Linked DNA regions of Hordeum vulgare: region 1 is linked to region 2. The links are chromatin contacts, called in public Hi-C maps. All regions are on one chromosome and are shown on one strand. Each heading gives the region's core, a stretch centred on a gene start, on an enhancer-like site or on the middle of the called end of the contact. The rest is flanking DNA. Distances are from core to core; before and after follow the strand shown. Region 1 holds the start of LOC123443622 (sec-independent protein translocase protein TATC, chloroplastic). Region 2 has its middle 7.4 kb from the start of LOC123439844.

What was found. A called contact is a pair of places that touch in the nucleus more often than the background predicts.
Region 1: a Hi-C map of leaf shows a contact between it and region 2, with 2.9 times the contacts expected there. The contact joins the promoter of LOC123443622 here to the enhancer-like site in region 2. A contact is called at or near these places in 3 of 6 Hi-C or Micro-C datasets (leaf and seedling) and 1 of 1 datasets of contacts at active chromatin or transcription factors (embryo).

What each region holds. Positions count from the first base shown.
Region 1 is chr3H:253,292,681-253,298,910 of MorexV3_pseudomolecules_assembly, reverse strand. It overlaps LOC123443622 (sec-independent protein translocase protein TATC, chloroplastic), which reads right to left and starts at 1,556. Exons shown (of 4, transcript XM_045120095.1): 1 at 1,112-1,556. The coding sequence starts at 1,364.
Region 2 is chr3H:253,123,354-253,128,988 of MorexV3_pseudomolecules_assembly, reverse strand. No RefSeq gene overlaps it. Among protein-coding and RNA genes, the nearest start is that of LOC123439844, 7.4 kb to the right of the region's middle. Within about 2 kb of position 4,073, at least 3 of the 3 cell types and tissues checked have open chromatin away from gene starts, as enhancers often do. A contact at or near this core is called in leaf and seedling, where this site is marked.

The sequences.
Region 1 (6,230 bases), core at 307-2,806, 170 kb before region 2:
CCGATCCGTCGGCGAGATAGCGCCGCAGCTCCACGCCTGCATCCCCACACGCAAGAGGAAGGTGCGGACCGTCGCGGAGGGGCTCAATGCCAATGCTTGGGCTAGCGACATCGAGGGCACTCTCGGCGTCCACGAGATTGGTCAGTACATCCGCCTCTGGAACACCATCGAGCACACCATCCTGATCAACACGCCCGACCAGCTCACCTGGAAGTGGACCATGAATGGATCATACACTACCAAGTCTTACTACAAGGCTACCTTCCAGGGATCCATCCCCAGCGCCTCCTCGAAGCTCATATGGAAGAGTTGGGCACCACCCGGGGTGCGCTTCTTCCATTGGCTTGCTGACCAGGACCGATGCTGGAACTCAGATCGCTAGGCTCGACGAGGGCTGCAGCACCACGACCCTTGCCTCTTGTGCTGCCAGGACCCCGAGACGATGGACCACTTGCACCTCCACTGCCCCTTCTCCAGGCAGGTACGGAAAGATGTCATCACCTGGCTTCGCTTGCCGTGCACACACCCCAGCCACGAGTCTTCCCTTCTTGCCTGGTGGCATAGCGCCAAGCAGAGTATTCCGCCCATGCGCAAAGGCTTCGCCTCCATGGCCCTGCTGACCCCGTGGATGATTTGGAAGCACCGCAACAGCTGCGTGTTCGAGGGCACCCAACCCTCGGCCAACGACCTGGTTGCGAGGATCAAAGACGAGGCGTCCCTCTAGACCAAGGCGGGAGTGGCTGGCCTCCGCGTCATCATCCCCCAGACCTGGGACGTGCACTAACTACGTGTAATCATCATCAGTATTGTCCCTCCTAGGAGGATTGTAACATAAACTCTACCTTTTCAATACAAAGAAACGCATGAATCTCACTTTTCAATACAAAGAAACGCATGAATCTCACTGCGTTTTCTCGAAAAAAGAACTTCCTCAGAAAATTTAGTAGCCATTCAAGTGCAGATCCTCTGAAACCCTCCAATTGCCCAATCAATCGTTCCACTAATACTCCTGACTTGCGAGTTCAACTAAACTAGTATAGCCCAGATCCCTCCGAGATCTCAACTCAACAATATACTACCAAGAAAGCATGGGAACAGGCTAGAGGCGTACCACGTCCTGCAAGTGGATCTTGGAGGGTGGCGCCGAGGCTGCTCGATGGAGACTCTTCTCTTTGAGACGCTGGCAAATTCGTGTCCTGGCCGCTGCTCCCCTCAACGGCGGAACAGCGAAGGTGCCGGCGGCGGCAGTGGAGGGGCTCGGGCGTGCATGAGGACAGATGGGGAAGGGAGATGTGGTGGCGACGGAGGAGGATACTGCCGAGTTGCGGTGGCGGGCGGGAGAGCAGCGCTCCTGCGCTTCCCATGGTCTCTCGCGGGAGCTCGATAGGTGATAAACCGATAATTTTCTGCTTGCTACAGCCAGTTCCGTGTAGGTGTTGCTTCCAGACCTTCTTCTTCTCCTCCCTGGCTCCTCGGATATGCTTCTGCCATTTTTTTAGAATCTTTTTTTTTAGGAATTTGTTTAGAAGCCTGGATGTGCTTCTGCTGTTACCGGCCACACAAGTCCTCGCCAGCACGCCCCGGCCACACTTTTATCAGGTTGTGTGCCGTACCTGCTTGAAGACTTCGCCTCACAGATTGGCCGTACAATGCCCTAGGAGCATCTTCAGCCGTTTGATATTCGAGGAGGCATTTTATTTTTTTCGCGGCTTAGGAGATTGCCGGTGAAAATTTTAGTCTAAAGTGTACATTTTTCACTCGTTGTGTCTCTAAGAACAGTGTTGGGGCTCATGAAGGCAGCGTCATTTCATCGACAGGTCGGAGATAGCGTCGTGGCAGCCCTCGTGGTCGAGCACACAGACGAGCATCTTGAGCGCGGCGGCCTCGACGACGAGCGCCCACTCCGAGTGGACGGAGAGATCGAGCGCCTTAAGCAAGGACGACAGGTCGGAGGCCCTCCGCCCTGGTGCCCTCTGCCCCGACCGCGAGCTCCGCCCCAGTGACGCTTCCTCGACAAGTGCCTCGAGGTCTTCCACGCCCTTCCCACCGAGCGGCGGCGGCGGCGGCGCAAGCGTGCTAGGTGTGGGCTGCCATGGCCGTGTCCGTGTGTGCATGGAGGGACAGAGAGATAGGATGGATGTGTATGGAGGGGGCATGTGGGTGGGCCAGGGAGGGAAAGGGAGGAGAGTGGCGCTCGCAGGTGGGCTAGCACTGTAAAACGGCGAAATTAGCCCCCTCCCCCCCCCTGTGCCCTCCATCTCCCTGGGGTTTGCCTTGGGGATGCCGACGCATTTTTTGGTCAAATCCGATGAAAATTGAGAAGTTGAGGGCGAGTGGGAGGTTTTTTATTCATCGGCGGTTAAAAAGTGCTCTCGGGGCTTGTTGGGGGTGCGGCTGGCACTAGTAAATTTTCATGTTTATTATCTTTTGTTTAAAAAGGCCAAAATAAAACCTTAGAAACAACAACATAAGAGCAACTCCAACGCGCCGACCCAAATGGACGACGCTTGTGTCCGATTTTTATCCGTTTAGGTCGGCACCCGCTCGACGTCCGTCGCGTTTAAGATTTGGTTCGGCGGTATGCCCAAAGCCCGCAACCCATTTCATGTCCGCGCACACATTTGAAAAGTAGATCAAGCCAGCGATCATGCCATCGCCGAGAGTTCATGTCGGCACCAGGCCAGCTTCACAAAACAGTTCATGTTGGCGCATTTGCCAACGGCCGACACACATGCCAGCACAAAAAAAGGGACGGGAGTTCGACCATGGTCATGCCAGCGTACTTGCCAGCATACAGAAAAGGATGGCGCTCGACGTCATAGATGACTCGTGTCGATCTTGAGCATGTCGGCATGCATCTTCTCGAACCACGGTCTCTTCCTTGGCGACACGGTGTTGAGATCCACCTTCATGATCTCTACCCCCGTCATCATGCTAGCGAGAGCCACTTCTTTCGCCTTGGTCTTGGCATTGGCGGCCTCGATCTCAAGCATCTTGGCTTGCTTATCCGCCTCCATCTCAAGCATCATGGCTTGCTTCTCCGCCTCCATCTCAAGCCTCCTCCTTTGTATCTTCATGAAGGCGTTCATTTGCTCTTCCTTGTCTTGTTGGCGCCGCTCCTCCCTTGAATCCTTCTTGCTATCATGCCCTCCATGGTTGCGATCAAGGCGATCGATGCCGCATCCCGCTTGTTCTCCTTCTCTGGAGTTAGTCTTTCCCCACGGTCGTGGCTTCTCACCCTCCCCAACCTCCTTCACGACTTCCTTCCCTCATGCGCTATGAGGGCGGCATATTGGAGCTTGAACTTCTCTTCATCTTTAATGATCCTCCAACAATGATAAAGGTTGAAGGACTTGCCTTCGTGTTGGAGCTTGAATGCCTCCAAAGCTTGGAATGCCTCCAAAGCTTGGAATGCCTGCAAATGATTTAAACACACGCATATTAGCGAATGAACATGAAAACAAAGAAGGGTGCGTGCATGCATACCATGTCTTGCATGCCGATGCCGCTCACGGTGCGTGTCTCGATGCTCTCGTAAGTGGAACAAAACTTATTGCATTCTTCTTGGATCACCTTCCATCGCTTCGAAATGGACACCCACCCGTGCATGCTTTGCATTTGGTATGACGGAAACTTCTTGTGTTCGTGAAACTCACAATGGACATGAATCCAAAAGGTTGATGCCTTTTGTTCGGCGCCGACCTTGGGGTCTTGCCCAATGTCCCTCCAACACTCACAAAGGAGCTTGTCCTCAGCCGCTGTGTATGCTTTTGTCCGTTCGCTCTTTCGCTTGGGCTACACCCCAACGGCTTGGTGAAAGCACATATGCTCCCTTGGTGATTTTGATAATTCATGAAAACATACATTGTCTCTTGGACTAGTGCTTTTACCTATATATATATTAGGCTCCATGGAGAGCTATGGCTTAAGGTTTATGTGGAGATGCCCCTGGATGCTAGAAAGGAATAATATTGTCTCAAGCTTCAAGCTAGAAGACTCTCCATTCTATATTATGAGAAATCACTTTTGAGTCCATATGAAAGCCAATACTATATCTGTCTCGGTTGGAATTATCATTCTTTTGGAATCTTGACCTTTTGAAACAATTCTTCCAATCAGCCTATTTTTTGTTAAAGAGTTGACTATCATTGCAACTCGGTTTCACCGAATTGGGAAACCCGGTCCAACCGATTTCTCCAAGAGGCTTAAATATCAATCTCGGTTCTACCAACTCATTATGACTCGCTGACTCCGACTTTTCTGACTTTGTTGCTGTGATAATTACTTCCGGACTATTGTCTTAGGGGGAGATGACTTCTCTAGGGGGAGAAAAATATCAGTGTTCCCATGCAATATAAGAGTGAGAATCCTCTAGGATCCCTAACTTAGGGGGGGCCATTCAAGGACCTCTTATCCATACCTAAGGAGGAGAACATTCAATGAATACTACAGAATATCTAAGGGGGGAAGACAAATTCCAGGAACCCTTACAAACGAGAGGAGTATCCAGAATCCTCTTTATTCTCTCAATGAGCCCTTACCCTCCGACCTTTCTGTTTGGTAATTGTGCCAAAGAGGGAGAAATATCATCAAAGCTTCCATTCAGTGAACCTATTTATAGGGGAGAAATACTATCAAGAAGCTTATACAAAAGAGGGAGCAACAACACTAAGGGATCGATCCCTCAATTGGTATCAGAGCAAGGTCTCCAAAACCTTGGCTTAGCCGCCATTGGAGGAAGATGGATGTGATTAGTTCCCAGATTTTTAGTTGTAGAGTGCTTATTCTTGATGGGGAGTACTTTAGACAATGGAAAGATGAAATGCTTGATATATTCGATGAGTTCCATTTGCGCAAGTATATTGAATACCCCCATGCGCCTCCCATTGACCCCATACATCCTTCTCATGATGATGAAGTTAGTATGCTTGGTAATCTTAACATTGTCAATCTTTTCATTAGAGGTTACCAAGAAATGTGATTAATCAGTTGCAAAACTTTGAGTGGGCTCATACCTTGTGGAAAGACTTAGAGAAAAGATATCCAAATTATTCCTTGAAAAATCTTGATATCATTGTTCACAAATACATTGCTTTCCATAAGATGAAGCCAACCGATCCTAACTTCGACAAATGCCTATTTGAGCTTCGTGACCTCATGTGTGCTAAAGGAAATGTCATTACCATCAACAACATCATTGTTGAATCCATTCGAATGCATAGACTTGAACATTGTCATAGTCAAATTTCTGATGAAACTTTTGTCTCTTACGAGGAAACTTCATCCGATGATGACTATGCGGAACGTGGCTACTATGATGACGATGAGAACTTCGACACCGAGTATGAGAAGACCACGAGGAACCTTAATCTTATGGCTAACCTTAAAGACTACATGACCGGTGGTAAGGTCTCAACAGTGGATGTACCGATCACATGATCGGAGATAAAGACATGTTCCATGAGATTACACCAAACCATGGACCTCGGAGGTATGTGACTTTTGGAGACAACTCCAAAGGTGAGGTACTTGGTCTTGGTAAGGTGGTCGTATCTCATGATAGTTCCATTCAGAATGTCATGCTAGTAGAATTTCTTGGCTACAACCTACTTTCCGTATCTAGACTAGCAGATTTCGGTTCCGATGTGCTATTTACAAAAGTTGAATGCTGAATGTTTCATAGCGACAATGCTAACATCGTCTTTACTGCTTTCCATAGAGGTGATCAATACATTGTTGATTTCTCTAAGATATCCAAACCCCGTACATGCCTTATTGCAAAATCTTCTAAGGGTTTGTTATGGCATAGAAGGCTTGGACATGTTGGTATGCGTAATCTTGACAAACTCATCAAAGGTGATCATATTCTTGGTGTTAAAGATTTTATCTTTGACAAAGATAGACTTTGAAGTGCTTGTCAAGTAGGAAAATAAGTTGGAGGAAGTCATCCCATGAAGAACATCATGACCACAGGATGACCCCTCGAACTTCTTCACATGGATCTCTTTGGTCCCAACGCTTATAAGAGCCTCGGTGGAAATTCTTATGGTCTAGTTATTGTTGATGATTTTCCAGATTTATGTGGGTGTTCTTTCTCAATGATAAGCCACATGTACAAATGATCTTCAAGAACTTTGCTCGAAAAGCTCAAAACTAGTTTGAAGTGAAGATCAAGAACGTTCGGAGCGACAACGGAACGGAGTTCAAGAACACTAATGTGGATACTTTTC
Region 2 (5,635 bases), core at 2,824-5,323:
TCAGCACCTATTATCCATAATGAAACTATTTTGACCATGGAACATGTTATGCAAAAGATTTATTCTATAGAAAATAAAATGACTACTAATGAACAAATTGAGGAGTTAGATAAAATGCTTCACAATCATATTACTCAATTTGGGTCACGAGTAAGAATAACTTTGAAAACTTTAAAGGATAGGGATATAATTATTGATGAGAGGGTATTACAAAGAATGAATATGATTGATAAAACAGAGGAAGTCATTGATAAAGTAGGTTCCGTTTTCACACCCTCAAAAACTAATGCTAGTAACTATTTAAATAAAAGTCCCAAGTTCATATATATTCCTAAAAGCATTACTACAACTCGTACCAAAAGAAACAAAGATCTCAAAATGATTAGTGTGCATCCCAACTTTATAAACTTGATAAAGGGTCGTATATTCAAGCGTACTATTGTTCCTATTATTCATGGTTGTGTTATTTAGGAGCTTGATGTCAAGGATGCAAACACTTGATCATATGTATTATGCCTAGCTAGGGGCGTAAAACGATAACACTAGTTGGGAGGCAACCCCATAGTTATCTTTATATTTTTGTTTTTACTTTCTATTTGTGTGTGATAACATGATTTTTGCCTCTATAATGATCGTGTTTTTTTGTTTAAATTAGTGTTTGTGCCTTGTAAATCCTTTGGGATGATTTGTATAATAGTAGAATATTGTTGCGGTGCAAAACATAAACTTTAGCATCCAGTGCATAATTTCTCTGATTTTATTGGAATGTCATTTTGATCTGAAATGTTTGAACATTATTGCTATACATATTAGCCAGGTTGTCCTTATTTTTCAAAACTTTTGTATTTACATAAGCATGGTACTTAACAGTATCATTACAGTTTGTTTTGTTTTAGACAAATTCTATTTTTGCTTGCATAGTTTGCTTCTTTTGATGATTCTATGGATTATATCGGGAGGGGGGGTATAAGTCATGGAGAAGTTAGAATACAATACCTTTGCAATAATAAAATATGAATCAATTTATAACATTACCTAAAGTATTTGATATGTTTATTATACTAACGGATCTCACGAAGTTTCTGTTGAGTTTTGTGTGTTGAAGTTTTCAAGTTTTGCGTGTTATCGCGATGGACGAAGGAATAAGGAGCGACAAGAGCCTAAGCCTGGGGATTCCCAAGGTACCCAAGGTAATATTCTAGGAAGACTCAAGCGTTTAAGCTTTGGGATGCCCCGGAAGGCATCCCCTCTTTCGTCTTAATCCATCGGTATGTCACACAGATATATATTTTTATTCATCACATGATATGAGTTTTGCTTGGAGCATCGTTTGCTTTAGTTTATTTTTAGTTTTCCACAATCGTTGTTCTCTGAATACACCGAGTTGAGAGATACACACTATCACCATGATTTATTAGAAAATTCTATGTGCTTCACTTATATATTTTAAGCTTAGCGGTTGCTCTAGTATTTCACTTATATCCTTTAGAGCAAGATGGCGTATATATTTTATATAAATAATTGCACTCTCGTTCTTCACTTATATTTGTCTGAGAGTTTGTAAACAGCGACGGTAATTTGCATGGGTTATAAGTGTAGTTCTAAAATAATAGGTATTTAACGAGTGCATAATCAAAACCACATGTAGCCCATAAAGGAGAAATCATGGTTAATGATATTAATGTTGTAATGTGAAAAAGCATGAGTGCATGATCATTGGTTAATATAGGTATCGTGAATTAGAGGTGTTAACTTGTTGTTCATCCAATTTTTTATGGCATGGTGATGATGTGTGAGCATACGTATTCCTAGTTGAAATCCTAGTGTTGTTTGAGTCGGGCGCACGTGATGGTTAAATCCTACGAACCTCCTCCCTAGGGGCATGCGAGTAGTGCTTTGCTTCGAGAGAGCTAATAAAATCTTGGAATAAGTATGTGAGTTCTTTATGACTAATGTGAATCCTTGTATATACGCACTCTCACCTCCACATATTTATTGCCTCTTCGGTACCATGCATTGCCCGTTCTCACCTCAATGATCGGTGCAACCTTCGTCGGTGCATCCAAACCCCGTGACATGATACGCTCTGTTGCACATAAGCCTCATTATACCTTCTTCAAAACAGCCACCATACCTACCTACCATGGCATCTTGTAACACCCCAAATTTTTTGCCATGATTTTATTTATTAAATTTGGCCATGGATATTTGAAATATTAAATTTTGTTTTTTTGGCTGTTTTCAAGTCCCTTCTTGCTTTAGTTATAAAAGATTCCTTTCCTAAAATAGGAGTTTTTTGAAAAAGTTTATTGACTTGAGTGTTGCCTCAAATATTTTATTTCCAATTATTTCCAAATCAAATGAAGACATTTTTGTAAATATTTTCCTTAGGGTTCATTTATTCAAAAGTTTACTTCTAAGGCCTGATTTGAACTGCAACCATTTGATAATTTCTTTTAAGAATTTCACAAAAACTTGGAAATGACCTAGTATGTTTTGAGTCAATTTTATGAAATAATCTAGCCAAGTGTTTTGGAATAAGTGAGCACATTATATTCTTTTCCATTTTTTTATCCAATTTGGTATTTGCACTACAACCCCTAGTGAGAACTCTTCAAAAATTCTACAAAAATTTGGAGTTGTCAACGAGTTTATATAAGTCACTTTTGTGCAAAAAACCCACTTTGTGTTTTGAAAATCTTAAGCACCACTTCTTATTTTCTGTTCTGGACCAGATTTGTAGTTTGCACTGCAAACCTATTAATTTCTTGCCCAAAGCTTTTAAAATTTTACTTCATACAAAGGACCCTACAAAACCCTTAAGTCAAGAATTTCAGCCCCAATGGCATTGTTTGAGACCATGTTATAACACCATTTTGTTCGTGTCGAGGAATGCACTTTTGCAAAAATTGCACTAGGAAGTTTTTGTTTTGCCAAAATTAACCTTGCCATCTTTGTTATCTTCCAAGAAGACCTCAACCTGAAAAATTTGGTGGCTAACAAGAATACGTGGAGGCCCCTCGCATTTTACCAAACACTCTAGGTGCATGACCTGAGCTGGCATACTTCTTAAAATGCATTGTGGAAATCCTTTCCATGCAAAACGAGCATGTCCATCAGAACTTGAGTAACCAGCTTAGCCATCCTGTTAAGTTACACCTCAAACCAAACCCGTAGTGGCATTCAGTCGAACACCTGCCACGCACACCCAGAGCATGACCAGAGCGCGCGTTTTGCATGTGTAGTGCAGTAGATGTCGCGCCCACCTGCCTTGTTTCCAGTGTCACTCGCGTAGTGGCAGCCTGCAGCTCCTCATTACTGACACTGCTGGCACTTGCTGCACCATCTGCAACCGTGATGGCCGCTGATGCCAGCTACGGCTGCCCCGGCGAGTACAACACCGCCCGAGCCACCCCTGCCCGCCAACTCCCCCCGCCGCCAAAGCCAGCGAGTCAGCTAGCCAGACCGCCAGCCGGGACCCCGCTTGACCCTCCCCTGCGTCGCCACGTCTCCCTGCATCTCCAGAGGCGGTCGGCCGACGATCTTATCGCCATTGCCTCAGACCGACCTCGAGGCCCAATAAGTAGACGCACCCGAGCACTTCTAGTGATCGCAACCCTTCCTCCCGGCCATAGCAAGCTTTCTCTTGCCCCAATTTCGCCCGAGGCCGTCTCCTTCCCCACCGCCGGTAGTTTTGGACTTCGCCGTTCTCGACTAAATTCGAGCAAGCCAGAGCCCCTCCTTGCCCCTTTCCTTCTCTGTTAGAACCCCATGACCCCGTGAACCCATTTCCCCCACAGTTTGGCCGGGGAGCCACAGCGAGCAAAGCTCCCTCCATGACCGAAGCTCAGTCCGGCATTGCCAATTCCCTGCTCAACATGAAGCTCTCCGACCATGGATTTCCCCTCCATGCGGTGTGGGTAGTTCCCCTAAGCGCGTGGATGTGCCGGGCATTGAGGATGGTGTCACGTGGCGCCGGCAAAACATCGCCAAACTTGCCCTGTTCTCTATTCACGCGTGCACGAAGGAGGGAGATGAACCCGATAGGTGGCCCCCACCTGTCGGTGAGCCAACCGTTGCCCCAGTGGCGCAGTTGAGCCGATGCGGCGTCCCACTGAGTAAGCGTACTGAGGTAAGTGCGTGTTCATTTTCGAAAAGCGTATATGAGCTGAACCGTCTTCTTTTGATAATTTGTTTTTAAAAACAGAACTTTGACCAGATTTTGAATGGCCCTAGTTTCAAAAATAATAGTCCAAATGAGTTGATTCTTTTCTCACCTCTTTCAAATTTCATCTAGTTATTTTTGTATTTCTTTGAAAAAATTTCAAAGACAACTTTCTGTACTGTTTTTAAATTGTGTGTTAATTAAAATATTTTCAAACTAGGCTATGAAGAGAGGAGCAAAAATTCAAAAGTTTTGGAGTGCAGCCTACCTCTCTACACTTGGAAGGCAAGCATTCTGAACCTACGTATATCTTGGTTGTGTGTGGGTTACTTGATGATAAAAACAGTATGGTTATGTTAAACAAGTGGTGTTATTTTATGTGATAATCATGCATGTGGTTTCATGATTTGAAAGTACAATTGTTGCATGATTGAGATGCATGGGACATCAGTCACATCTTCCTACCACATATGTCTACCGGATAGGATCCGATGAGAGTCGGTGTCTTGTGGAGACACGACCTTGGGACTGACATCTCGTGGGACGAGAGTGGTCATCAAGGCATGAAGGGGTACGACACGTAGTGAATCTATCTGCGGTGATAAAACATTTTAGTTGTGCTAATCATTCAGGGAATAATTTAACCTCCTGAGTCGACCATAGATCGAGTCTTGTGAGTGTGTCACCTTAACCCATTCGTGCTTCCACAAGTCTTCCTCAAAGGGAATATGGTTCAGTAGCTAGTAAACCTATTACCAGGTACACACCAAGTAGAGGGACCGGGATGAAGGTATCCGGGGCGCTAGACTAAATCCAGTAATCTAGTCAAGGGGCATGGGTGTTTCCAGTGTGGGCCCGAGAGGGAAGAGCTCTTCCCTTGTAGCGCTTGATATAATTTTGATCCCATGCTAGTCGAGGTTGGAGCCTCCCCGTCTTATGGTTTTTCTCTGGCAGCGTAGTCCGAGTGATATCGGCCTTCACGGGAGAAAAATGGGTGTGTAATGGTTTTGAGTGTTTACTTCTAAAATACCGTACGCGGGATTAGTCCGAGTGACTATCGAAAACCCGTGGGCTATGGGTAAAGAGTACACCCTCTGCAGACCCAAAACTATTCGAGTAGCCGTGTCCATGGTCAAGGACGACTGGTTGACTAGTCAAGTGTTGGTCTTCACAGGAAGTTAAGAAACCGTGAGACTAATCAGGAAATGTGGTGGATGATCATAAATAATATTATTTTACTGTGGACTAACCCCTATGATTATGATTGATGAATATTCCTAGGACGGTTCTACCTCCTAGATATTCATTTTTTTTTCATATAAGCCCTTTATGTGGTGTCGCTTAGACGCCCGACTACAGCATGTTTATCATCTCATATAAGCCCTTTACGTGGTGTTGCTTAGACGCCCGACTGCGGCATGTTTATCATTTCATAATAGCCCTTTATGTGGTGTCGCTCACATGCCCGAC